Regions from separate parts of the Zea mays genome. Here region 2 is linked to region 1. The links are chromatin contacts, called in public Hi-C maps. All regions are on one chromosome and are shown on one strand. Each heading gives the region's core, a stretch centred on a gene start, on an enhancer-like site or on the middle of the called end of the contact. The rest is flanking DNA. Distances are from core to core; before and after follow the strand shown.

Region 1 (2,779 bases), core at 141-2,640:
CGGCGCAGGGCCGTCGGGCGCGGTGACTGCGCCGCCGTCTCGTCGCAGGTTTCCGCCTCGGGCTGTGCCGCGTTGGCGGCGTGGCGCCGGGGTTGATACACGGACAGCGGCGTGCTGCCGACGAACTTGTTGATCACGAGCGTCGAGCGGTGCACCTTGGCCGCGGTTGGTGCCTGCGGCTGCGTGCTCACCTTGACCTCAACGACGGTGCCCCTGTCCAGCACCTCCACCTCCTCCTCCTCCTCATCATCCTCCATCACCTCGTCGTCGTCCATTTCCACGGCCGCCTCTTCCTCTTGCGCGTTCCTGGGCTCCACGGCGCAGAAATACGGCGCCTCTGCCGCCGCCGCCGCAGTGACCCTGGTCGCCGCGCTCTGGTCGCGGGCAGAGCACTCGACGAAGGAGAGGCAGAGGCGTCCGCCCTGGCGCCTCGCGTGGAGGTACCCGCGCGGCCGCACCGCCACGGCCTCGATCACGAGGCGCCCGTCCTGGCGGCGCGGGCGCATCTGCACGCACGGCCCGTCGCGGCGCGACATGGACGGCAGCGGCGGCGGGAACGAGCGGCGCCGTGGCCGCGTCCCGGCCGAGCAGTGGTAGTTCACCGCCGCGAGGTCCTTGCTCCCCCACTGCTCCTTCTCCTCGCAGCAGCGATCCGCGTCGTGCTGCCAGAAGGACTCATCCGCCGCCGCCGGCAGCGGCGCGTCGAACAGGCAGGACATGTCCAGGGATGACGCGAAGTCGCCGGAGCCGGTCTCGTTGCCGAGGCTCTCCGTGCAGACCTCGAGGCTCTTCTGGCTCATCAGGATCGACGACCGGCGCACGAATGGGTCCCGCACGTACGGCTTGGACGCCTTCTTGGCGCCGGCGCCCACCTTGCCCACGTCGGCCTGGATGGCGTTCCATATGTCCGCCTGCGCAGGCCGGTCGACGTCGACGACGGCCTCCGGCTGCCTGTACGGCTCAGCAGGGCGCAGCCAGCAGGGCGCCTCGAACGCCGGAACAGCTGGGCCACGGCACACCGCCACCGACATCTTCGCCGCGCTGGAGGAAGGTGTGAAGTGGCAGTCGCGCTTGCTCCCTGTGAAGAGGCACGATCGTAAAGAGACGTGAGCAACAGATGACTGGCGCTCTTGTTGCAAAGAGTCTTGAGTAACCGGCTAACTTAACCGGCGTGTCAGGCTTCTTAATCTTACCTCAGACTCAGATCAGAATCAGAGAAGCGGGCAGAGCATGCACACTGCGCAGAAGCTGGGAATTTGGAAGCGCGTTGGTCTTGGAAATTGTGTGATCTTGGCTACTAGTAGTCCCGACTCTGGAGCTAAATGTCTGTGCTGCTGCTGTTGCACAAACACAACAAAGGCTTTGTTGCAGGCATGTATGGTGTGGTTGCTCAGCTGGGGTGCTATTTGTAGGCTGGGCTGGGGACTGGGGCTGGTGGGGCAAGGGGAGAGAGCAGACGGTATTGGCCGTTCAGGGACAAAGGCGGAGGGCCCAACACTACTTTGCATCCACCATGCTCTGCCTCCCCACCGGCTGCCTTTTTGCAAGTTAATAAATAAATAGAGCTTTGGCATTTCTTGCCCGATGATGGTGTCATGGTTCTAGCCTTCTAGGCGGGATGAGTAACAAACTGTTGCTGAGGCTATATGGTTATAATTAACCTAACAAACGGATAAAATGTCTTTTCCCCTCTGAAGCACATACGGAAAAAAAAAATGGTTCCCGTCGGTCGTGCAAGCATCGCTTGTGGTGATTGTATTTAGGACTTGTTTAGTTCGATGTCATCCAAGATTAGATATGGTTGATCAAGTTAGACATGTGTTTAGTTTGCAGCCACAGATATAGAAAGATTTTTCTATTGAGTCTCACTCGTAAATGACTTATAAAAGTGTGCAAGATTTAAACTAAACAAGTGTGACAAAAATTTAAACTAACCTTAGACAAGTGTGACATAAAATATGTGGTAATTTTTAGCATAAGTATATAATCAAACAGTCTCTTGAATTTGTTTACTAGTGCATGGGCGGTGGGCGGATGCGCATGCGCGGTAAAAAAAGAACTTACATGAAACATAGAACTTTGTGGAAATGTCTACGGTATAAAAAAATTACTCGAGTCAAAATCTATTCAGGATTGCACTTTACAAGTAGAGAAAGTAAAAGTAAAAAAAAAACTACTGTAACTAGACGGACCATACCTATTAATGTTATTTATTTTAGGAAAAAAATAAATGCTACAAGCATATTTATTTTAAAACAAAGATAGTACATCTATGTGAATATTGTCTCGGAAGAAGTTAGTTTACTCGTGTATTCTTCTTGTTCGCGGTATCCATTATTATATGTGGCCATACATGGTATAGTTCTAGTTTTCAGTTTGGTATTTATAGTCCACGTAACTAAGGAAGAGAGACCTAGGTGAAACACATATGTATGTATACAATGGTGCAAGATAGTAGCAGCAGTTCTTTTGTCTTTATAGAACAGTATATTGGATGATTTACAAGAGAAAAAAACAGTTGGTTTCTTTGGGATACAATTGGTGTCTTTTTAGAACGGTGTTTGATCAGAGCATGCATCTTTCACGCGCGATGAGATGCCAGATTGATAAACACTTTGTGCAGAGGGGCATGCGAGTAGAGGTTGAAAGGTCGAAGGACAAATTATGTTGGTTTACCCCAGATTACAGCTCCACCGTCGACACACTCATTCTGATCCCTTAACAAGTTACTTACTTTGCCCTCCATCAGTTTAGCCAAGCGCTTCAGAGAAAGATTACG
Region 2 (2,779 bases), core at 206-2,705, 160 kb before region 1:
ACCGATTAATTCCATTATTGAATCAACGCCACAGTGCATGCTAGCTAGCTATAATACATCATCATGCGATGACCAAACTTAGTTCATCGTCACACAGCCAATTACGAAGTCTAGAAAGAGAAACACACGCATAGATTAAGACAGCAAATTATTGAGAAGCTCACGTTGAGGGAAAGGAGATAGATGTAAGTCGAAAGAGTAGTTCTAGTACCTAGTGCGCCCGTAGTGTTCAGTAGAAGCGTGAGTTCTGCTGAAAGACGACTCCACCGAGTTCCCATTGCTCTTGGCAGTAGTAGTTGCCGCCGCCGTCGCCGTATCCTCCTCCTCCGTTGCCAAAGCCCAGGACCACGTCGCTCGCCCCTGTGATTTCTTGCATCCTACCTGCTGATCTATTGCTGAGAGCTGATGAACACCTCTCCCTCTCCTCCAATTCAGCGGCAGCACACGGCATGTTCATGGACAACGATGAGTGGTGGCTCAAATTGTTCGAGCTCGGCCTGTCGCTCGGCCCCGAGGCAGCCGCCGCCTCCACGTCAATTGCTGAAGCAAGCTTTACCCAGCGCATCCGGTGCTTCTCCTTGGTCCGCTCCCTCGCCCTCTCCCTCGCTTTCGCCCTCGTCTCCTTGTCGGGGACCTGGTGTGCGTTATTGGCCGATTTTCTTGGCGGCTTCGGGGTGGCCGCCGCTTTACTTGCCTTGGCCGGCTTCTTCCCCTCGCCGCGGCAATTACCCTTGGGCTTCTGATCTCCTCCTCCTCCCAGCTGCTCTGCCGGGTTGTGCTTGCCGTCGACGGAGAGGCTGCTGGAGCCGTCCTCCACGCACTCCGAAGACGCGTCGTCGGCCATGATCTCCTGGATGGCGGACTTGGACGTGTTGAGGAGCCACTGTACCGTCTTGCTTGCCTTGTCGAAGCCAAGCATGTCCTGCAGCGCGAAGAATTTGCGCGCGACGTCAAGGGAGAGCCGCATCCGGCGGTCCCTCATCCCGCCGGCGGTGCATATCTTGCTGTGCCGGTCTTTCCTCGCCGCGGCAGCCGCCCTGTCGAGGCTGGCGCCGGATCCTTCTGCACCACTGGCGCAGGCGCCCAGCTCTGTAGCCGGCGCCGGCGCGTGGTCCATCAGCGCCTGCACCGGCAGGTCCGGCGAGTTGATCACGGCTTGTGGAGGGGTGGCGTCGGCGGCCGCGGCACTACCGATCTGGTAGCTGAGGGGAAAGCTGGCGTCGGCGGCGGCGAAGGGAGGGGAGCATGGGTAGCAGTAGAAGCTGCTGGATTGGTCCGTCTTTGGGGAAGACGGGCTTAGCTGCAGTTGTTGGTAAAGCGGTAAGTCCATGGGGCTTGAGGAATCACAGAAAGGAAACATGTGCTTTACTGATGGGACTCCAAGGCCCCCTGATGCCCTCTCCACGCTCCCCTCTCTAGGTCCTGGCACTAAGAGCAGTGTGTGTTGATCTCTACGAGAGAGGGGCAGGAGGAGTGTGGCCTACTCATATGTCCTATGATCAGATGTGTCCGTCCGACCATGCATAAGGTCTAGGCTTGTAAGAGAGAGAGAGAGAGAGAGAGAGAGAGAGAGAGTTAAAAACTTTCCAGGTGATCATACCACCTCTCTATGCAGGCGCAAGGAGAGGAGAGGCATGGGCTCATGTGCATAGGCTGTGTAGGAGACCAAGATAGCTAGAGAATTGTGCTTAAGAACCTTGGGGCGTTTTTTTTTTTTACTATGTGAGAGTGAGACACTCGCCCCTACCTGAGAGGGCTGTGCCATCTTATAGAGAGGAGGGCTGTGGAGGAATACTGCCGTGCCGCCTGTTCGTGTGGATGAGATTTGAGGTGAGGGAGAGGGAGGAGAATACAAGGACCTGCACTATTGGGGGAAAAGCTGTGTGCATGTTGAAACGCTATTGGCTACAAGTGACCTAGTACATTTATTGGCCAGATGGGGGCGGCCATAGCTGCAGGACGCAGTACGATGGACGTGCGCGCCTCCATGAAATACTTCTTCAGGAAACCAAAGACCGTGGGTTTTTGTAACATCCACAGGAATTTATTTGAGAACTATTAGTATATACATTGAACATTGTGGGAGGAGGGTACCGAAACGAAGGACCAGTGATGAGTGATGTATGTAGTGTGGTGTACAAGCATGGTAGGGACAGATGTGGTCAGATGAGTTGGTCTTCACAACATTATTAGGCATATGGGACCTGTATGAGTAGTGATAGATCCAGTGCATTATTAACTATGGTTACCCATCACACTCTCGACAACACAAAAAACAGACCGCTTTCAGTAGGTAGAAAATGTCTTCCAAGTCGCATAATGACAATAAGCAGTAGCGGTTATAGAATTTTACTATAAGGTATGCCAAATTAAAAATGCATGAATAATTCAGTGAAATACATTTAGAAATTCAATAAGGAATGATAAATGTGTGCTATAATTTGGTATTCTATGTAAACCAGCATAATAATTCTTATATTCACAAATTAGATTTGTCACTTGTATTCTTCCTCTTGTATATAGATAGACTGAACGCATCTGTAGGTTGTTGCAACATGTTTGAAGTCATGAAATAGACAAAGCTAATATGTTATGCCGGTACCGGACTACAGGGTGACACCCTGTAGATCCGCCAGTGACAATAAGGAACCACATGTATTCGGGGGAGAGTTGATAAATAGAGTAAGAGATGCGTGCTAGAGACACTCTGTTGCTGGATACCGCCTAGGCATCAATACATGGGTAATTTAAATATAGGTTCGGACCGTAAGATGTGTAA

What was found. Hi-C and Micro-C count contacts between places; a contact is called where the count stands out from the background.
Region 2: a Hi-C map of ear shows a contact between it and region 1, with 5 times the contacts expected there. The contact joins the promoter of LOC103643875 here to the promoter of LOC103643873 in region 1. A contact is called at or near these places in 2 of 25 Hi-C or Micro-C datasets (both in ear).

What each region holds. Positions count from the first base shown.
Region 1 is chr1:272,167,246-272,170,024 of Zm-B73-REFERENCE-NAM-5.0, reverse strand. LOC103643873 (protein FAF-like, chloroplastic) reads right to left here and starts at 1,390. Exons shown (of 2, transcript XM_008667054.3): 1 at 1,194-1,390; 2 at 1-1,078. The coding sequence starts at 1,031.
Region 2 is chr1:272,329,520-272,332,298 of Zm-B73-REFERENCE-NAM-5.0, reverse strand. It overlaps LOC103643875 (teosinte branched1), which reads right to left and starts at 1,455. Exons shown (of 1, transcript NM_001382583.1): 1 at 1-1,455. The coding sequence starts at 1,360. The coding sequence ends at 230.